Linked DNA regions of Mus musculus: regions 1, 2, 3 and 4 are each linked to region 5. Evidence: chromatin contacts called from public HiChIP or PLAC-seq and promoter capture Hi-C data. All regions are on one chromosome and are shown on one strand. The core of a region is the stretch at or near the end of the contact, and the rest is flanking DNA. Distances in the headings are between cores, read along the strand shown.

The links. Promoter capture Hi-C pulls out the DNA fragments that hold promoters and counts their contacts. HiChIP or PLAC-seq counts read pairs in DNA pulled down with a chosen protein or histone mark. Capture Hi-C pulls out chosen DNA fragments and counts their contacts.
Region 1: a promoter capture Hi-C map of pre-B cells shows a contact between it and region 5. The contact joins the promoter of Lin54 here to the promoter of Gpat3 in region 5. A contact is called at or near these places in 4 of 39 promoter capture datasets (the C10 cell line, neutrophils and pre-B cells), 1 of 484 Hi-C or Micro-C datasets (uterus), 2 of 115 datasets of contacts at active chromatin or transcription factors (memory CD8 T cells and pancreatic cancer cells) and 3 of 9 other capture datasets (adipose tissue, liver and macrophages).
Region 2: a contact with region 5 is called in an H3K4me3 HiChIP or PLAC-seq map of the 230-238 cell line, with 19 read pairs. The contact joins the promoter of Sec31a here to the promoter of Gpat3 in region 5. A contact is called at or near these places in 4 of 39 promoter capture datasets (the C10 cell line, neutrophils and pre-B cells), 3 of 115 datasets of contacts at active chromatin or transcription factors (the 230-238 cell line, bone marrow-derived macrophages and memory CD8 T cells) and 3 of 9 other capture datasets (adipose tissue, liver and macrophages).
Region 3: a promoter capture Hi-C map of liver shows a contact between it and region 5. The contact joins the promoter of Plac8 here to the promoter of Gpat3 in region 5. A contact is called at or near these places in 3 of 39 promoter capture datasets (the C10 cell line and pre-B cells), 4 of 115 datasets of contacts at active chromatin or transcription factors (the 230-238 cell line, large pre-B cells and pancreatic cancer cells) and 2 of 9 other capture datasets (liver and pancreatic islet).
Region 4: a promoter capture Hi-C map of pre-B cells shows a contact between it and region 5. The contact joins the promoter of Cops4 here to the promoter of Gpat3 in region 5. A contact is called at or near these places in 6 of 39 promoter capture datasets (the C10 cell line, hematopoietic stem and progenitor cells, hippocampal neurons and 2 more), 4 of 115 datasets of contacts at active chromatin or transcription factors (large pre-B cells, memory CD8 T cells, pancreatic cancer cells and 1 more) and 2 of 9 other capture datasets (adipose tissue and liver).

Annotation. Positions count from the first base shown.
Region 1 is chr5:100,498,966-100,503,144 of GRCm38.p6, reverse strand. It overlaps Lin54 (lin-54 homolog (C. elegans)), which reads left to right and starts at 2,506. Exons shown (of 13, transcript NM_172714.4): 1 at 2,506-2,644.
Region 2 is chr5:100,413,685-100,418,090 of GRCm38.p6, reverse strand. It overlaps Sec31a (Sec31 homolog A (S. cerevisiae)), which reads left to right and starts at 1,857. Exons shown (of 28, transcript NM_026969.1): 1 at 1,857-1,988.
Region 3 is chr5:100,570,822-100,575,282 of GRCm38.p6, reverse strand. Plac8 (placenta-specific 8) reads left to right here and starts at 3,078. Exons shown (of 5, transcript NM_139198.3): 1 at 3,078-3,138.
Region 4 is chr5:100,516,702-100,520,736 of GRCm38.p6, reverse strand. It overlaps Cops4 (COP9 signalosome subunit 4), which reads right to left and starts at 2,428. Exons shown (of 10, transcript NM_012001.2): 1 at 2,187-2,428. The coding sequence starts at 2,260.
Region 5 is chr5:100,843,985-100,848,081 of GRCm38.p6, reverse strand. It overlaps Gpat3 (glycerol-3-phosphate acyltransferase 3), which reads right to left and starts at 1,853. Exons shown (of 13, transcript NM_172715.3): 1 at 1,721-1,853; 2 at 1,134-1,427. The coding sequence starts at 1,274. Gm46917 (a long non-coding RNA gene) reads right to left here and starts at 523. Exons shown (of 2, transcript XR_001784903.1): 1 at 1-523. It also overlaps a transcript of Abraxas1 not described here.

The DNA of each region.
Region 1 (4,179 bases), core at 1,257-3,756, 350 kb after region 5:
ATGGTTCACCAGATAAAAACATGTGGCCACATTCACGAAAATTTAAAACAACCCCACCCCCCAAAAAAAACCCTCCACAATTCTTAGTTTACATAAGCATGAGAGGAAAGTCATGCGTTGGATTTGGTTTATAAGCTTTCATGTGCCAACGCCTGCTCTTGGGGATGCTCTTTTATTAGGGAATGGTTCAAGAAGAAGCACACGGGCAAGTCTGACCAGTGACTCAGGAAGACATGTCATCTGAGGGCATGCTTAACTTGCTACTGAAAAGAGGTTCATGGGAGGAAGACCTTGGCTCTGTGGCCAACATGTGTGATTTGTGTGTGTTTTATGTGTTGCTGGGTACCAGCCATAAATCCTCAAGAACGAAGGCAAACCCTTCAGGATAGTTTCATGAAGAACAAGAACTAGCAGATGTCTCTGTTTTCTATGTTTGCTTTACTTTGTTTTTTGAGTCAGGTTGACCCCAAACTCTTGATCCTCCTGTCTTTCCCTCCCAGGCAGCATGCAGTGACTGAAATGCACACTGCTGCGCCCAGATGTGCCTTTGAAGATGTCATTTCTCTTCAGAATTAGTCTAGGAAAGCTAGCATTGAAAAATAAGAAAAGAATACTTTGTCCTATGTACTTTACACAGCGCGCAGAGAGTCACCAACCATGTGAACTGCTTTTGCTGAACTGTGACCTACGGTTGAAAGCAGTCTAGTGAATGTCAATATTGAACTACAATTAAACAGCAGATAGCTTTGGGGGCAACTTTTTGAGTTCCCAAGGCAGTAATGACAGCTCCAGAATTATTTATTTATATAAGACGAGCAGTTTGATTGGACAAGGGATCAATCCTTTGTGTGCACAGCTATTGACATGAGTTGGTTTTTTTGTTTTTTGTTTTTGACAGGGTTTCCCTGTATAGCCCTGGCTGTCTTGGAACTCACTTTGTAGACCAGGTTAACCTCGAACTCAGAAATCTGCCTGCCTCTGCCTCCCAAGTGCTGGGATTAAAGGCGTGCACCACCACTGCCTGGCTTCTGTTGCTGCTTTTTTGTTTGTTTGTTTTTTTATTTTATTTTATTATTTTTTCTGAGACAAGTTTCTTTGTGTAGCCCTGGTCGTCCTGGAATCTTGATTCAAGGAAAAGAAGGAAACAGTGTGTGTGTGTGTATGTGTCTTACTGAAAGATGCAGGCTGAGTGCTGGGCTCAAACTCCCAATCTTCTTCTTGCTTCAGCCTTTAAAAAGCTAGAATATGGAGGTGGGCCACCCTGCCCAGCTAAAAGCTTTATTTTATTCTTGATTTTATATGAATTGTATTTATTTTTAAGATTTTATTTTCATGCATATCTGTGTATTTGTTTGTGCCCTCAGAGTCGTGAAGAGGATGTTGGATTCCCTGAAACTGGAGTTACAGGCCTTGTAAGTCACCTGGTGTGGGTGCTGGGAGCTGAACTTAGGTCCTTTATAGGAACGGTACCGGGTCCTAACCATGGTCCTAAGCACGGAGACATCTGTCCAGTTCCTTCTAAGAATTATAATATTCAGCACAGTTGTTGAGTGTTATATAATGCATCACTGGATACCACAGTTCTTATATTCACTAATGTAAAACTGTCATTCTCCACATACATTAAACGCTATGTCATGGTGTGAGTTGTTTTGACCAGATTGCTGACACTGATAAGATTGTACTAGTCATTTTAGTCGTTGTAAAAAATCCACAGTAAACCCGGAAATGTTGCCCTTATTCCTTAGGTCCTGTTTTGTAGTAGTGGTATCAGAACTGTGTCAGCTTGGTGGAAGGAACTCAGAATTTTTCTACCAAGGTGAGGTGTGGAGGTGGGGGTTATCTAAATTTGGGGCCTCAGTCTCTCTGCCTTTTTTCTTCTAGTGATGCCCCCACAGTACCCCCAGGAATACTTGGTTGGAAAGCGATACCTTTAACTTATCTCCCGCCTCCTTCGTGTGGTTCCCCAGGTAGTTTCACGTTGTAAGGCCTTTTTAAAATTTAATATATATTTTTTATTTCTTGGATTTATAAATATCCCAGGAAATGAGATGACTGAATGCAAAGAATCCATATGTATCAGTATAAGGTGTGTTGCAAGACAAATTATCAAAAACTCCCTTTCAAGGTAACTCTGCGTGCTCTCTCAGGAGCTTTTAGGAGCCCCTTGCAACGTTCACGTCTAAACCCCAACAGATTTATTAACATTTGAGAAAGGATGCGGACTCTCTCTTCACTCAGGCGCATCACCAAGCGGGGGCGCGCTGGAAACCGCACTGACCGAGGTTTAGTCACAAAGCCAGAAGCACGAACCCACTTGGAGTTCCCCGCCTTCCCTTTGACGGAGGCCCCAGGAGCAGTCACGTGGAACCCCAGAGCGCTCCCCCAGCCCTGCGCAAAGACGCGACTCGGGTTGCCAGGGGGCGGAGCAGGGGCGCGGAAGGGGCGGGGCTCGGGCCGCCGGCGGGGGCGGGGCGGCGCGCGGGCGGGGCGGGGCGGCCCGGCGTATTATGGGATGCGGCGGTGGAATGGCGCTGGGCGTGATTTTGAACAAACCCGGGTCTGTGTTTCGGAGGCGCCGCCGCCGCGGCTGCTGGGAGCCCGGGGAGCGCGGCGCGAGAAGGAGGCGGCGCCGCCGGCTCGGGTGAGTGTCAGCTCCGGAGACCCGGGCTGAGCGGCGGGGACCGGCGCCGGGCCCGCGCTCGGGGCGAGCGGCGCGCGGGCGGAGAGCGCGGCGGCGGCTCCGGGCAGCCGGGCGGTGGGCCGGTGGGCCGCGGCGGACCGAGGGTTGTCGGGGCGCGGCGCGAGCGGCGGGCGCCGGAGAGCGCGGCTGTCAGTCGGCGGGCCGGCGCCGCCCGCCCCGCGCTCGGGAGGAAGGGCTGGGCGGCTGTTGACAGGCTCTCGGCGCGGCCCGGGAAGCGGCTGCCGGCCCCGGGCTTCTGGGAACCTGTTTTGCTGCTGTGTCATTTCGTACCAGCGCCTCCTTTCGCTGCTGCCCGGCGCCGCGTTCTTCCTACGCCCCTTTGTATGGACTCTTCTGGGTGTGTGTCCGTTTCCCTCGCGAAGCCCACCAGCCAAATGTCATAGTGTCCCCGCGGTGCACGGGGGAAGGGAGCGGGCTGGGACTCAGCCTGGTCAAGCAACGGTAAACAACCATCCGAGTGCCGGTGGACCCGGCTGTTGGTGGGGAATAAAGTTGAAAGATGGAGAAACTGGGAACCCCTTCCACGCTCAGCCTCTAGCGGGCTCTCGGTAGAAACGCGCCGGGAGTGGGTGGGAGACAGCCCTTGACTAAGCCTGAGCCTGCTGACTTTTATATGGAGGTGTCATTCAAACAAGGTAGGGAAATGAAATGGCTTCTGCTTCTTCCTTATTCTTAGGGAAACTTAAGACAGTAGATTAGCCTTGTCCACAACCCTGAGATTCAGCTTGCTGGTTTCTGTTAGGTCTTTAAGAGCTTATAGTATGACTGAATGATAAAGAATAAAGCTTTTGAACTGGCAATTAGTAAGGCTTTCTGAAGTCAAACAGCTAACTTTTGGAGGATGCTGGTCCTATTAAGCCTTGCAGCTTATATGTTCTTAATTCCTTACATGATTAATTACTTCTATTCCCTCTTGGGTGCTTATTAGACTACACCATGAGAGGAACTGGAAGGGGGTGGGAGATGGATAGGTTGTTCCGGAATCTTGTTCTAAAGCAAGCTGTTTTTTTCCCCCCTCTGCATTGAACAAGTGTTATCAGCAGCAGATGGTTTTTAATTTGGAAACTTAGATCCTAAAGTCAGTTGGCAAAGGGTTCTAGCGAAGAGCTGGATTTTCTATATGTTAGAAGTTGATGGTTATGAATGATAATAGAGTTGAATCAGTAATTTAAATTTAGTAGTACCTGAGTATCTTAAACCAACGACAAATTGACATAATGTTGTTCATGGGCAAAAATGGTCAAAGTTGAGAGGAAAACAGTTCAGAACTTTATTCTTAAAAATGAAGGGGAGAGGAGACCAATGTCTGCATGATCAGCGCCTGTAATTTAAGGATGTCCGAGAAGTCAGGCATGCATATAGAAATAGCCATACTGTCAACATAGTCCTATGAGTGGAGTAGAATGCCAGCGTTGGTGAGTGACGTTAAAGCTCTCCAGTGACTCTGAAATATACGTGAAACATGGTCTACCATC
Region 2 (4,406 bases), core at 608-3,107, 430 kb after region 5:
GACTACCAGCTTGTTGCTAGGGATCAAACAGCTTTGTGTATGCTATGCAAAAACTCCCACTATAAAGTATACCCTCAGCATGGAAAGACAAGGAGTCACCATGCAGTTCAGGCTGGCCTCACAATCTTCCTGCTTCTGCCTCAAAGTCCAGCTTGCTGATACCTTGTGTTCAATAAAGAAGCATCACTAGCATTACTTTCAGCCGGGCGTGGTGGCGCACGCCTTTAATCCCAGCACTTGGGAGGCAGAGGCAGGCGGATTTCTGAGTTCGAGGCCAGCCTGGTCTACAGAGTGAGTTCCAGGACAGCCAGGGCTACACAGAGAAACCTTGTCTCGAAAACCAAAAACAAACAAACAAACAAAAATTACATTCATGTAAGGAGTCTATAAGCAAGGTGTTACAGGAGACTTGGGTGTGGTCAACAAGGGTAATAAGTTAGGAGATCTCAGTTCAGTCCAGGTGCTAATAGTTTATGACAAGTGATTTTCATCTGGCTTGAGTTCACTGATGAAATAATCCCACCTTAAATTAAAAGTACAACCAGGCAGCACATACGTTAAGGTTGGGAGCTCTAAGGGAGATAGTTTAAGTGTCTGGGACCAAAGGGTCCCAAACCAACCCCATCTTGTTAAAATGTACAGAAATGTACTAGACCTAGCTTAAGTTGGGATAGAGAATTTCAGCACCTAATTTCTTTTGTTGTTTATGGTTTATTCACTTTTTATGTGTTGAGTGCCTGTATTTATGTATGTGCTTTATTGCATGCAGATATTGCTGGAGGTCAGAAGATGGTGTAGGGTCCTTTAAAACTGGAGTCACAAATACTTGTGCACTGCCGTATGGGTTCTGTGAAATAAACCCAAGCCCTCTGTAAGAGCAGCAAGTGCTCTCAACTGTTAAGCCGTCTCTCCAGCCTTTGGTGGTGGTGTATTTTCTTTTGCTTTTCAAGAAAGGCTCTCTTGCAGCCTAAGGTGACCTGGATTTAGACTAGCCTCGAACTCCTGATCTTTCTGCCTCTACTTCTTGAGTGTGGTGGCATCATATGCATGGGCCCAATTCAGCACCCATTTCATTCTTTTGCTCTACAGACCAGCTTCTACATTTCCAGTTACTGGTTTATATCTTTATCTCTATCTATCTATCTATCTATCTATCTATCTATCTATCTACCTACCTACCTACCTACCTACCTACCTACCTACCTACCTACCTATCTATCTATCTATATCCCTAAACGAAAATCTCAATGCTCCAATCTGAGAGCAACACACACACACACGCTTATTTTGTTCCGGTAGCCCAGGGCGAGTGCTAATAGGTTTGAATACCATGGATAGCTACTGAAATATTAAGAATATGAACTTAATTCGATATACCTCACTCACGCAGCTAAGCCTCTATAGAGTATAAGCCTTTGGGTGTGTGCGACAAAATCACGTAAGTTCTCAAAGGGAAGACGCAAAACCAATAATTAACTTAGCCGAGTCACAAACTGAACCGGTCCTTGCAGCCAGTTTTCGCCCGCCTTGTCTAGTGTGGGTATTGTCGCCAGCAGCTGCTGACGCCTCACAGGAGTGCTACGTGGCGTCCTCGCGGTCACCGCTCTCCTTCCCCGACGGAGACGCCCAGCTCGACTTCCCCTTGATCTACCGCCAAGCGGATGCATCCTGAAGTTTAGGCGCCTCCTCACGCCGCGCGGCTGAATCCTTACCTCCGGCCAGACTAGCCTACCGGAGTGGCTGCTCCCGGAAGTGCTGTCCCGCGGGGTGGGAGGAGCGAGCCGCTGCTCCCGGAAGTGCCGGCTGGCCGGGTGGGCGTGGCGAGTTGCCGCACCCGGAAGTGCCGGCCCGCAGGCGGGGCTGCGGCTGCCACGTTGGAGCGGAGCGTGGAGGTGGCCCTGGGCCGCGGAGGAGGGGCGGCGGCGGCGGATCCGGGGAGAGGCCGACGCTCGCCGGCTAACGCAGGACAGGTCGCTGAGGTCCGCCAGGTGTGTCCGCCGTTTGTTTCCTGCCCCTCGCCAGGTTCGGTGTCCGCTGCCGAGGCCCGAGGCCCGTTCTCCGCTGACGGCGCGCCCCCGTCTCGTTTCGGCCCCGCCGGGACAACGCCTGGAGTCGCAGCAGGCGGGTGATCGTGCCGGTCATCCTCTGCCGACGTTTCCAGGCTGCCCTGCTCGGGAGTGAGTTTGAGGTTAACCTTTCAGTCCCTGTGCACAAAGTGGTGCGATCCCCAAGGGCATGGAAGGGAAACAGACCTCGGGATGATTTCTTTGACTTCACCTAGGTTGAGATTTTTGTGTTAAGTTGTGTTTGAACTGTTGCCAGATTTAAAGGACCATAGATTTGAAAGGAAGGCTACTGTCGTTTAACTAGGACTGTATTATTTAGCGACAGCAGTCGCTAATCACAGCCGGTGCTTCAAAAGCATATGATTTTGCTGCTGTTGTATTAAATTACATTGTGAGGCAGTTGTAAAATAACTGCCTGGACTTGTGGGCATGTAAACTTTTTCTGTGAGCTCGTAGAACTAATTCTGCAGGTCTTCCTGGAAGTTGCAAGAGTTTTTTTGATAGTTCCTCCAAATTGTTAAACTATACAAAGTTGAAACTTGGCTCTTTGTCTACAATTGTAACTCTTATATATATATATATATTTATATGTATAAATAAAATTAGAAGCTCGCTCATGTGACCGTATCCTCTATATCCTGATTATTCAGGAGTTGGATAAAATGTACTGCCCTTTTAAGTAATTCTGTCCTTGTTTCTCTTCGTTACAGCAAACCAAGAAAGGTTTGCAGGGAATAAGAACTTTTGGATAATTTCTATCTTAATTGTGAATGTTACACATTGTGGAGTCTGGAAATGTGAGATTTGCGATGAGATTTGGATTTCACTGGTAAATTTTGTAAACAGGTTTTTTTCCCCCCCTGAAACATGTAAGAGTAGAAAGATATTTGTGAACTGTTAAAGGCAATGGCTATCAGTCTTTTGGCATTTTCATCCCCCTTTGGAAGCATCGGGCTTTTCCTAGAAAAGCATGCGCACACTGTATGCACATACCTGGGTAGGATTTTCTGTGTAATTTCATGAGGTTCAAAAATCCCGCATTAAAGACTTGTCAAGTGATACAGCAAAATTAATTTCTTTTTGTTTCTCCCTCTCTTCTTCCCCGTTTCCTTCATTCTTTGAGATAGGGTCTCTTGTGGCCCGGAGTAGTCTCAGACTTATTGATTAGCTAAGGATGACCTTGAATTCTGACCCTCCTTCTCTAACCTCCGGAGCTGTGGGATTTCAGGCATCTACCATCACACTGGAAGTATTTTCTTTTATTGTAGATTAACTTCTTCTCCTAACATTTTATCTTGTAGATTTATAAGATAACATGCAGTTCTGCAACCGCGGTTGATTTTTTTTTTTTTTTTTTTTTTTTTAAGTTTGGTTGAGTGAAGTGAGCCTGGAACAGCTGATAGTGCTAAGGAGCTTTTGGAGAACAAATATTCCTGTCCTTTGTGAGTTATTCTGCCCACGTGGACCTTTACTAAAAATGGTCCCAGGCTCGGGTTTGCACTCTCCGTATAAGAATCAAAGGTGCTGAGTCTGTCACCTCTGAGGTGTGGGGCAGCTGTTTGCAAGGTTGCTGTTTTTGACAGAATAGTACTGTTGGCTTTCATGTTGCTACATAAAACTTGCAATGTGAAAATGAGTTTAGAACCGCAGAGGTGGCTCATCGGGAGCACACGCTGCTCTTCCTGGGGATCACCAACATCAGGTGGCTCTCAGTCACCTACAAGTCACCTACATATACACAAACACATATGCATATGATTTAAAAATACTAAAAAAAAGTCACTAGAAAGAAGAAAGTTTCTACTTAGTTCAATGTAATTATCATGGAGAGAAAGTGAGTTAAAAAATAGAAGTTCTTGTCTGGAACATAATGTTCCTCAGATGTTAGGTTTTGGGTGGTTTTGTTTTGTTTTTTATTGATGGGAGAAAGGCCCAGGACCTTGGATATTCTAGGTATGCACTGTGAGCTGCATCCCTAACTCTTGCTTTGTTTGTTTGCTTGTTTTTTTAGACCTTATCTGTTTAGCCCAGGCTGGCCCAAAACTGCTGCTCTCCTACCTCTAGTCTCCAGCACTAGGGTTACACTCCTCTGTGTGCCACCTCACCTAGCACGTAGATGTATTCTTGAAGACTTGTTGGGATAGACGGTTTAAATTGTGAATTGAGAACAAGAAGCATCCTTAATGGATAAGCCTTTTCTCCCATCCCTTTAAATTGTGGTTTCAGAATAGTTAGTTAATTGTATTTATTTACTATGAGCTAGACAGTGTCCTAAACATTTAATTCTCACAAGCTATGATGTGGATAGCTTTGTGGGGGAGGAGCAGAACCACAAAGATG
Region 3 (4,461 bases), core at 1,829-4,328, 270 kb after region 5:
CATTTCAAAATCACTTTGTAGATCAGTCATTTCAAAATCACTTTTCCTGTAGGGTTGAAGGCAAGTGTGCTGTGTATTAGCCAATTTCCCATCAATGCTCAGTAAAAACGTTCCTCAGAACTTGTGAAATGGTTGATTTTGCCTGCCAGAAAGAATCACCTTCCTTTAGACCTGATGTCACATTTCACAGCCCATGCTGGCCTCCAGGCTCCTTGGGTACCTGTTATGCATTCCAAAGTCCACTCCAGCATCCTGACTCTTCTCACCTCCTCCTCTACACTGAACATCCGGGCTGCTTCAGTTCACAGGCTCCCTCCTCTGGCCATGGTCAGTCAGCTTCTTTTTGGACTCTTGAAATGCCTCTGGCTGCTCTCTCTCTCTCTCTCTCTCTCCTTACCCCTCTCTCTTTCTGTCTCTAATTTTATATGATTGGCATTTTTCCTGCATATATGTCTGTGAAAGGGTATTGGATCTCCTGGAAGTAGAGTTACAGGCAGCCACCATGTGGATGTTGGGAATTGAACCTGGGCCCTCTGGAAGAGCAGCCAGTGCTCTTAACCACTTGGAGCCAGCTCTCTAGCCCTGTAGCCTCTTACCTACATCTTATGGATGGAGCAACCATTTCAGTTTCCTTTACTTCCTGGCCCTCACGGTGACAACTTCCTGAGGAAACTAGAGAAGGAAGTAGGATTTACTTCCTAGTTGTTTCTGAAGTCTGAGTCCATGGTTGGCTGGCTCTGTCGTCCTGGTCTGCTGTGAGGCAGGACATTTTGGTGGTGGAAGTCTGACGGATGAAACTGATGACCTCTGATAACCCAGAAGGAAAAAGATCGTGATGTCTTGGGGCTGAGTGGCCTTCCAAGAAGCACCTCCGTGACACATTTTCTTCAAACAGGTCTCACTGTCTAGTTTCCATCACCTCTCAATAACCAAATTATGAATCTGCCAATGAATTAACTCATTGATTAAGTCAGAGGCTCAGGGACCAAACACTCTCCGACAGCCCAGCTTCTGACCCTTGCATTAGAGACCAAGCCTTCAACAGCACAGCAGCACCAGTGTGGGGGTGCACAGCACTTCACAGCTACACTGCAGGAAGGATGTTCCTAATGCTGTTCTTCAGGTTGACGAGAGTCTCCCCTGTTGGGAAAACAGGGCTCCTTCAAAGTTCACTTTGGTAGTTCTGGGGAGTCTTGTATAGAAAGCTAGTATTTTTTTTTCTTTTAAAAATAAAAGGCCTTCTATAAATTTTACTGCTTAATAAAACTGCTTAGAAATGGAACATTCCCTGGGCTGGAGAGATGGCTCAGTGGTTAAGAGCACTGACTGCTCTTCCAAAGGTCCTAAGTTCAATTCCCAGCAACCACATGGTGGTTCACAACCATCTGTAATAGGATCTGATGCCCTCTTCTGGTGTGTCTGAAGACAGCTACAGTGTACTCATATACATAAAATAAATAAATCTTAAAAAGAAAGGAAGAGAGAGAGGTAGAACATTCCCAACCTACCTGTCACTCACTCCAAGGTTACTAGGACATGGCAGTGCTAAACTGTGTGGCAAGGATGTGCACCAGTGTGTGGCAGGGAGTTCCATTTCATCCAGTGTCTAGCTGCCACCAAGTAAGTCTGTGCCTCAATCAAGTAGAGGCAATAATACCACCCTTCAGGATCATAAGGCAAATATTTTAAAAAGCATTAAGAACCATGCCTACGGGCCCAGGAGTCAAAGGCACTTGCAGCTAAAACCGGATCCTTGAGCTGGAGAGATGGTCCAGCAGTTAAGAATGCTGGCTGCTCTGCCAGAGAGCGGATGTGGTTCCCAGCACCCACATGGTGGTTAATAGCCATCTGTAACTTCAGTGTTACAGAGGTTCAGTTGGGGGATCCAACACCTTCTTCTGGCCTCTGTGGGCATCAGGCACACATGTACATACACGGTGCACAGGCACGCACACAAGCAAAACACACCTACACACATAAAACTAAATTTAATTTTTTTTTTAAAGAGTGGGAGAAAAAAATACTGACAATCTCAGTTTGACCCCTGGAATCTACAAAATGCATACATACATACATACATACATACATACATACATACATACATACTGATACAGAGGCTCATAACTGTAATCCCAGAACTCCTACGAGAGACTGGGTGGGGGGTGGAGGCAGGAGAATTGCTTGGAAGCTCACAGCTGTGCAGCACAGTGGGAACAAGAGACAAGGCAGCTTCAACAGGAGGAGAGAAGAGACTTCCCAAAGCTGTCCTCCTGTCCCCTGACCTCCACATGCCTGCTGTGATCCTCAGATGCTGACATGTATGTTCAGACACACACCACAGAGAGATGGGGTGGGAGAAGGTGATGGTGATGACAACTACGACAGATAAAAAATAAAATAATAAAAATCACGCCTAACATAAAGCATAACATAACATAACTAACATAAAGTGTTCAGTCTGTTACAGAAACCAAAGCAATATAGCAATATTGGGGGACAGAGGTAGGTCAATAATAGAGCTCTCACCTAAAATGCACTGGCCCTGGGTTCAGTCCCTAATGCCTCAGGGAGGAAAAGAAAGGGGGGGGGGGAGGAAGAAAAGACGGAGGAGAAAGATCTGATCAGAAGCCCGGCATGGTGGTGCATGTCTTTAATCCCAGCCACAGGAGGCAGAGGCAGATGGGTCTCTGAGAGTTTGAGACCATCCTACAAACTGAGCTCTGGGATAGCCAGAACTCTAGAGAGACACACTCAAGGACAGTCTGAGCGGGCCTGGAACTCCAGGTCCCCAAGTGCCTTCTGGTTTCTTAGGTTAAAAGAGGAAAATAAGGTGTGAGACTCGGAGAGCTTTGTCAGGCAGGTAGCTAATCAGGGGAACCACACCCTCTCCTTTCCACCGAGACCTTAGAGGTTAGCCCTTGGAATTGTAAGGAGGAAAACCCTATTTGGTAAGAGATGGCTTTTGGTGCCTGGATTACCACAGCCAATCAGAGCACAGGACATTGCTCTTTGTACTCCAGCCCACCCCTACCCCACCCTCCACGGGGTTGATACCTCCTCCTTTCCTCGGAGTCTCTCTATTTGTAGTAAGACTCAACCCCAGACCACAGGACCGGTTCTGCCCAACCCTTTTGAACTGTAAGTATTTGTTAGGAAGTCTTTAAATCTAGGGGTCTTTCCTTTCAAAGTTTTATCTTATTCCTAACGTCGTTTGAGATTACGCTGAAAGATCATTGTTTTCTTCACTAATTGCTTTAACTTTAGTAATTTTTAGTGGAACTCAGCAATTAGGGGTCAGGCTTGCTAAACGTCATGCTTTGAGCATCTCAGTTGGGATCCTCTGGGCTCTGGGGCACCGTTCTCATGCCCACTGCTTGCTTTCGGGGAGGGCATGTTGTGTGCTGGATTTCCTAACTAGATCTTCTCTCTCTCTCTCTCTCTCTCTCTCTCTCTCTCTCTCTCTCTCTCTAAGTGATCTAGTTTCTTTATACATAATATATATATATATATATATATATATATATATATATTTGTTTAAACTACCTGGAGATTTTTATAGGTTTAGTCAGTGGGATTTCTGTAGATTTATTAGTTTGTAAAGTTTGGGAATCCTTAGGAGTTCTCACTATGAAAGCAAAACTCCAACTGCTCTGGGGGTTTGATCAGTACTCACTAACGCTCCTAGAGAAACACTCACATCTCACGTTGGGCAGCTCACGAGACTGAAGAACACTGAATCTTCATATCAGTGTATAATAGAAGGACTTCAGGCATATGTTGCTTAGAACCTGGCTTTATCGATATTAACAAGATTTATTAATATAACTAGTGCCATGTAACATAATTTTATTAAGCTGGTGTAGTCTCCTTCTAGAGAGTGGTGTGTTCTGAGGCAGAAATATAGGCACAAGAATGAGTCTAAGACTAATAGATAAAATTAAGATATTCAACTGTGAGCCAAATCCTACAAGATTTCCTGGTAGGGGCCAGTCCTTGCCAAGGAATCTCAGAAGGAAGGTATTTATCATGTTGCCTTTCTAAGCCCGTCGACTTAGAGTCCTGTTTCTGTCTCCTCCTCGCCTCTATTTTTTTTTTCTTTTTTCTTTTTTCTTGAGTGGTCCTCACCAGTTTCTATTACTTTCCTATTGCGCGTTTAAGGATGCATGCGGCAGAGCTCTGCCCCCACCGTCAGGAAACTACAGATTTCTCCTTGGCCCAAAACAACTCTATCGCAAGACTTTTTATGCACACAGCTGGGTCAATTCATGTTTTCTAATGGACTTGGAGTTATTTGTAACAGACAAAGCAAAGAGCCAGAGGTTGCAAGGTCTGCAAGTCACTGGGTGGGCGTCTCCACCATCAAGGGGTCCGTCCTGCATCACCAGCAGATAAGAACCATGAGCTGAGTTTGCACGTGCTCTGCAGACGTGGGAGGCTCAGGCAGGGGTTGGGGGGGGGGGG
Region 4 (4,035 bases), core at 1,179-3,678, 330 kb after region 5:
AAAAAAGCACTGAAGCCTGGAGATGGCTCAGTGGTTAACAGAATGCTTGCTGCTTTTCCAGAGGACCTGAGTTCAATTCCCAGCATCCACCCAGGTGGCTCAGCACCACCTGTAACTCCAGGTTCAGGGGGATGCACTCCCTCTTTGAACACCCATAGGCATTTGCACACACGGCACACATACACATAAATAAAAATAATAAGCTAATTCTTAAGAAAGAAAGCAATGTTGAGAGGGTGCCAACTAACACTGCATGGGCTATCCATTATCAAGCAAAGTATTTCATTTCCTCTTAAGGAAATCCACTTGGTAGGCTGGCACTCCACCCTCCATTCATATTCCTGCAAAATACCACTTTGCTTCTAAAGAGTTAGTGATATATTCCATTTCCTTTCCCCTGGAATCTGGACTGGTCTCGCTACTTGCTTTCATTGGTATTACAGAACTGATGTGAGACTTGTCAGACTAGCCTTATGCCTTACAGCTTCCACTCTCACCCTGTTAGAACACTCTGATGCAGGAAGTCCCAGAAAAAAAAGCCAAAGCTAAACCATGTAGTGAGAATAAAAGATCCAGCCAACTGCCAGGTATCTATCTACACGTGGCCAGCCCTAGTGCATCTGCTAGCCAAATTAATCTGCGTAACTGAACCAGGTAAGATCAAGAAAACAGGCCAGGCAACATACAGAATCCCGGGGTGGGGGGTGGGGGGTGTCACTTTTATATTACTCAATTGTGTACTTATTTAGCTACAACAGGCAAAAGAAACACCCTATTGGAGACATGCTACTGTTCATTTCTAATTCCGGGCTAGAGAGATAAATAGTAATGAAGTTCCACAAGATTTTCAAGTTCTAACACCTGCATCTTAGCTGATAATTAATGAACTTACATTTTCTGTAATAAAGAGAGAAAAAAACAAAGGAAATATAAGGGAATACATAAGCTAGTTTGACTTCTATCCAAAGCTATAAAAGTATTAATACATGGAAAAACAACCAAACGATGAAGACATAAATGAACTATTTCCAACCCCTGGAATAAGTCGTATGTACTTACTGACTGCTTCATAACAACATTATGACATTTTCCAGATACCAGGGACTGTGCTCAGTTATTGAAGTGTAATTAGTACATAGACACATGCTCATTTTGAAATCAGATAAGACTAAGCCTCACGATTACCCTTCCATTTTTTTAAAGCGGAAAAATAAAGAATGATGTAGTTAAGCCCAGGTTATACAACTAAATTTCCCACTAATAAGGTAGACTGTACTTTCTACACAGAAAAGCCCAGCACAGCGGCCACACAACACACACACCATTTCAATGTGCAGGTTTGAGCAAGAATATTTCATTAATTAGATCAACATGCCCTCAGCTGTGAGGTGTAAATGTTAGGGCCAATTGAAGGCATACTTTCATTAGAAGGCAAAACTGTGAAAAATCTACACAAAGAAGACTACAGCTGTTCAACAACTGCTTGAGGGGACTGAAACATGTCCCAATTTTTGACCTGTCGTGGCTCTAAGCACCCTAAGGTTTCGACAAAATTCCTTAGCAGACCCTGGAAATATCACTGTTCTAGACATCCTGAGCCCGAGGACATTCTGCCTGTGTTCTCTTCTCCAGAGTTGGTGACAGACTGCGAGTATCCAGAACATAAGGACCCACACACGCTATGAACTGAGAGAAGTTCTGGACCACATGACAGCATCCATACCTCCTCTGCCCCTATCAATCCTGGAAAGCCATCTCTTCGAAATAAAAGTCTGCATCAAAGTCCAGAATATAAATTTACCTCCAACACGGCGAAGGCAGGGGCGGCAGCGAACCGAAGTCAAACTCGGTGTGTCGGGCTCGCCGAAGAGACTCTAAGGAAGGCGCCCACCGCCGGGCGAGCCGTCATCTTTCTTACCTCGCTTCCAGAAGCCAAAAGAACCCGCAGAGGGCGTTATCAAGGACTTAAGAAGCTGGCAGCCACCTGGGGTCCTGGGACGGTCAGGACCCCAGCATACCGTCCCTACAGCTTTCTGTTGCTCCCAACATTTACCGCCACAGCCGAGTTCAGGCCCGCCCCCCTGAGTCAGGCCTAGCTCGAGCCTCACGCCCCGGAGCGCCCGTCGCCTCTGGGAAGATAAACTTGCGGCTTCCTTCCTACCTCTGTACTCCTAAGAAATACTCACTTGCCCGCCAGATCTTTATGAGAGCCGCTTGAATTCATGAGCTGGGCCAAATCCTGTCGCACGGCAGCCGCCATCTTTCCTCCAGCTCAGCCACGGCTGCGGGACCTCTCGCTGCCAAGAAGAAAACGAGCGTGGTCCTCCAGGAGGCGGGCAGAGGGGACGCGAGGTGCCATAGAGCAGCGTCTCTGTGGGCCAGAGCGCCGGATAGGGGAGCAGGAATTAGCTCCGCCCTCCGAGTTGAGTGACACCAGACTCCTCTCCTCCGGTTTGAGGACCGCCCAGGTCTCCCGAGAGACGCAGGCGCTCACGCTCCGACCTGGGATTGGCTGAAGAACTTGAGGGCGTGTACTTTGTGCAACTTCAGTAAAGGCCCGGCAAGTCAAAGGACGACGTTTTCCCTAAGTTCCGGGACTGATTATTATCGTTCTCCGCTCCGTTCTTTAAGGCATCACTTAAACGACCTATGTAAAGAGTTACTTCCAATTCACTATAGTCCAACACTGAAGAAAAAAGAAACAAAAACCAACCAACACACACACACGGAATGTCAATTCCAAAGATAAGAGGAAAAATACAACAGACCCAAATCATCATTTTACAACAAATTACAACAAGCAATCCATGAAAGCAAGCTTTTTTATTCGTGTACACAAGCTGCCTTCCCCTAAGGTGGAGTTCAGTAGGTCAGCCCTGGATTCAAGGAAGACAAGGTGTTTATAGCTCAGGGGTAAGGGGTTCCATATCGGAGATTTGGCGGGCAAACTAGGCGGCGAGCAAAACAAGGTAACACAACAGGTAGCCATAACAAGGTAGTCATAGGTGGTCATGGAACCTATGCAGCAGATAAGGCTCCAAGGTGGTTATAAACCACTTCTTGAAGCAAAGACATGACTTCTATTCCTGGAACAGGCAGTGCAGAACATTTTGTAGTTAAGGTTACAGGTGGAGAATAGCCCAATGTCTGACAAACAAAGGTTTAGTCATAAACAAGAAAGAACCTAGTTTGTCTGGAACAGAGGTTTAATGGTAAACAGAAAGGAACCTAATCTGTCTTTACTATATAAGATGGCTTTTAAGTCTGAAATGGAGACAGGCTGGTTCTTCAGATCATTTACCTGGGAAAGAGTATACCACGATCAAGAATATGCTCCTCCCACGATGAGTCACTGGCATCTAAGTGTGCCGATGTCTGCGTTTTTTCCACTTGGGAGGAAACTCAACTGCACAGTTTATGATCATAGTGGACTGCTTTTGGCACATTCCCCTTATAAACAAATAAATAGCTAGGTTTCATGGTGGTCACCGTAATACTAGCACTCCAGAAGTGGAGGCTAGGGAATCAGGAGTTCAAGTCTATACCCCTGATCCTATCGACTTGGAAGCCAGCTGGGATTACTAGAGACCCTGTCCCACAAAGCTCTAAGATGTAATACAGATTAATGTGCACACACACACACATACACATATACCTTTGGACTATATATGTGCATTCCTTGATACACCCTGTATCTTTTTAAAGTGTTGGTTATACATACCACTTTGTTCAGACAATGCTGATTTTCATCTATTGTTCTGAAGTGATTAGTAATACTGCCCTTCAATTGAGAACCTGTTTCACGAGTGACAAGGTATGTGATCATCCTGCATTTACATGTGGTTACATTTCTTATTCATGTTTTCTTACAAAACTTCTTTCCAAAAATACAATCTGATAAATGCAAGGTTTTTGTATTCGCTTCCTTTCACAGAAAGTAACATGCCTTATTGTTCTCCTTTAGAGTTTTCTCTTTTTTTCTGGTGACCTAGTCATATAAGACATTATTATTTCTGTCATTATTTTTAAAGTAGC
Region 5 (4,097 bases), core at 604-3,103:
TCAAAGCCAGCCAGGGCACCAAGAGTGAGATCCTGTCTCAAAACCAAAACAAAATCTATATGCAAATAGGCATTGTTTCCCCTCTTTTGAGGGCGAATACTATAAGGTACAGGGATCAGATGACCTTGCTAGATCAGATACAGAGAAACAGGGATGAGATTTGGGTACCAAACCAATGCAAAGCTGTACAGCCTACAGAGCCTCTGCATTCACTGTTGTCACACTTAACTCAAGCAAACGTCTGAACTCCGATTCTCACATCACTTGCCTCCCGGCCTGGAGTGGCCTTCTAAATTTTACTAAAAAAGAGTGTATAAGCTTATGCTGATGTCGTCCCTCCTGTCCCTCCACTCAGTTGGATCTAACACCTTTGTCCTTGAAATCTGCAAACAAACCCAGGACCAGAAACCTTTGGGATAGTATTCCAGTGCACCTGATTAGATAAAAATCCCCGTGACTACATTAAAATAAAATCTGATTCTTCAGCCGGGCACTCGGGAGGCTCGGGAGGCAGAGAGGCAGGCAGATTTCTGAGTTCGAGACCAGCCTGGTCTACAGAGTGAGTTCCAGGACAACCAGGGCTACACAGAGAAACCCTGTCCAGAAAAACCAAAAAAAAAAAAAAAAAAAAAAAAAAAAAAAAAAAAAATCAGATTCTTCTCTGCCACCCAGCCATTTGGTGTCTTATATTGGGCACCAAGTGGAACAGGATGCCTCTGTAGTCACAAAAGGACCTCTGAAACCTGGGGCTGTAAAAACTCAAGAGTGAAGTGACAGCCCGAGAGGCATAGTGGGTAATAAACCTGCTGATACAGCAAACGGCTGTCCTGGGGTTAATCTAGTAAGAAAAAAAAAAAAAAAAAAAAAAAAATAGTAGTGAAGAAGAAATACAGATAGAGGGATTCTTGTGAGGTGGGCTACTGTTCTTGACTGGTATCAGGCTGTCTTTCTCACTACAGCAGACCAGAAACTGAAATATTCTCTCGGGTCCCCGTTCCATCTCCACCCCGACCTCCCACCACTGACTGACCCCCTTGCCCAAATTGCTTTCACAGTTCAAAGCTCAACCCCTGCCACTCCAAGATCCGAAGTCCTCAGAGCAGCGGGAGCTCCACATCCTTTCCTGCACTCACCTCCAAGGTTTTCACCAGGATCTTCATGTAGATCTCCGAGATACCCAGGGATAATCCGAAGGCCGAGGGTAAAAGGATGAGGCCGCCCACCAGCGTCAGCCAGGTGGACAGGAGCTTCACCGCCAGGTCTGCGCCCTCCATGTCTCAGCACGCCCTCAGGAAGAGGTCCCCAGGAAAGCCGAGAGCGGTAGGTGTCAGAGTCCCAGGCAGTCCAGCCGCAGTTCGGAAAACACAGCGTCCAGCCCGGAGCCGGGCTCTGAGGAGTCTTTGCCGCCCGCCTCGTTCCCTTCAGCTCTGCGGAGCGAAGAGGAAAGGGAAGGCGAGAACTCTCAGAACTACTGCGATCTCCTTGCTTCCTCCCCTTGGGTCCCGGTTGGCCCCGCAAGCTCACTCTCTACTGGAGGCCCAGGCCAAGCTGTAGCCACGGCAGCCGGCTCAGACCTGAGTGTCTCTGGCGAGAAGACCCAGCTGGGTGACCTACGGGACACCCTAGTGCAGTCAGAGTGCATGGAGGCAGCCAGGAACGCGCCCCACCCCGGGCCTGATTTCCTCCGGGTAACGATTGCGACAACCCCGCGGTGACTCACCGAGGCCCTCCGGCAGCGAGGATCCCCGCAGGTTCCCTGCACCTCGGCGTGGGCTGCGGGCTATGCGGGTAGCCAGTGGCTTTCGGGCGCCGGGCTCCCTTTTTCTACACTCTACCCTTGCCCCACCCCCATCGCCACCCAACAGGGAGCTCCGGGGCATGACCGCGTCTCCCGGGCGCTGCTGCCTAGAGAGCCGCCGCCCTCCGCCCCGCCCCCCCGCACTCCCAGCAAAGGTTCTTTCGGTAGCAGACTTTCCATCTTCACCCACAGAACGGACCGCTGACGTCCCCGATCGCTGCGGAAGATCTTGTTTGTGAGCCTGCAACACGACCTCCTGGGAAGGGCTTTCGGGAGGAGGAAACTACTGAACAAGGGTGAGGCAGTCGCGCACCGTGGCTCGTGGCTCTCTCTTACCTCCTTCCTAGCTGCAGTCAGGGAAAGAAAGCTCGCCCGCTTTCTCTCTCTCCACAAGTCGCCTTAGCCACTCTGCCACCACCTCTCTAGCCACAAAATAGACCCAGAAATTCCAAGCGGTTGTGTCGCAGAAGACTGGAATTCCAGCACTTACGCTCGGGAATCTGCGACTGGAGAATTCCGAGGAGATGGGTCTGGGCTGTTTTGAGTTCCAACAGTCAGCTTAAGACTAAATAGGTAGATCCTTTATAGACCTTGCTTTAAAAGGGCAGGCGGACCGGTGAGCGGGCGAGGGGGAGGGGAGGACAGGACACCCTAGAGGCTGTTTGTCACTCCCCTCCCTGGAGGAGATTCCAGTCTAAGCTTCCCTAGCATCCGCCTACACCGACTGCAGAAAACGCTGCGCAAATACTAACCTTCACCTAACTGGCTAAGAGTTTCTCAGGGGTCCACGTCCCACGCCGCTGTGATGAACGGCCTTACTAGAACGAAGAAGGGAAAATCCTGCACGCGTATTCCACTGCAGGACAACCAGTTTTAACAATAAGCGTGAGAAAAGATATTGAGAGCAGCAGTTTGCAAAGCGACTGACTAGGATCCAAACCATCACCGAGTCGGCCCTCAATTCTTAGAAGGACCAAACTCTTACTGTTGACAGTCGGGAGTCAGTTTGGGAGCTGGAAAAAGTGAGAGAGCTAGCAAAATGAACTGAAAGTATTTACAGCAAATATTGCAGAGAAAGCTGCCCTCACCTCCAGAAGGGGTGGAGGAAGAAGGAAGCCGGCCTTAAAGACTGTACAAGTTTGTTCTCTGAGCCTCCTGCCAGGTAGGTGTAAGACACTTTTCCCACTAAGAAGGGGGAAGGGGAGGACAATGAAGTTATGAAGGAAACGGAGCTTACTCTCAAAACAGCTTCTGGGGTCATTGAGGTGGCTCATCAACAAAGTTGCCTGATGCCAGTCAGCTAGGATGACCCGTCAATCTTTGGACACCACCACTACCCCCCCCCCCCCCCCCCGTATAAGGGGAGAACCAATTTATCTCCTGCCCACCTGTGCTCGGTGGCATGCCTCCCCACACACACAAAATAAATAAAACGTAACAAAAATTATTTTTTGAAAAGCATCTACCAGGCATTATGTGGAAAACCTGTAACCCCAGCGCTTAAGAAATAGAAACAAGAGGATCAGGAGTTCAAGTCCAGCATGGGCTTTCTTAGACACCATCTAAAAATCAAATAAACCTCTATGTATGTGCAGAAGGAAACTGGAAGCTGGCCAACATATCTCTGAGCGCATGTGTGGTTTATATAGTTAGGCCACAAGCTAGGGTTTATTAGCTCAGTTAATGTTCCAATAAAATATTTAACCTCTATTATTCCCTCCAGCTGAAGTGACTAAGGGCTGCTCCCTTGTTCACCCTGCAGAGGAAACAAACAGGAGGCCCCCTGTTTCTGCTCAGCACACAAACACCCCAGTGCCCAGGAAGGCTTGTTGTTCATAATCAAAGGTGTGAACGCTTTGGTTTGGGGCTTTGTTTAGGAATGTCTTACCCACCCCCACACACCCCAGCAATGTCACAAAGCCTCCTAAAAGACACAGGCTCACCTTGGCAACCTTAGAAAAGCAGAGGTTCAGCACTTTACCTCCTCAGAAACCCCTTCCTGCAGTGAGGACTCCCCTGCCTTAACAGATCACACTTGGAGCTTCCACCTTTATGGAAGCCAGAAGTCTGAAACTAAGATGCTGTAATACATAGTCAGGCTGCCCGCAAGAGCTCTAGGGAGAATCCTTCCTCTTCCAGCTGCTGATGTTCCAAGAGTTCTGTGGTTTCTGTGACTCTAGTCTCTGTCCCTGTTCACATACTGGGCATCTTTCTAGTATTTGAATGAACTCAAGGAACAGATAGGAATCTGTCTGGTGTGGTTCTGTTACTTAAGTCTTTTATTCTGGGACAGACTGTG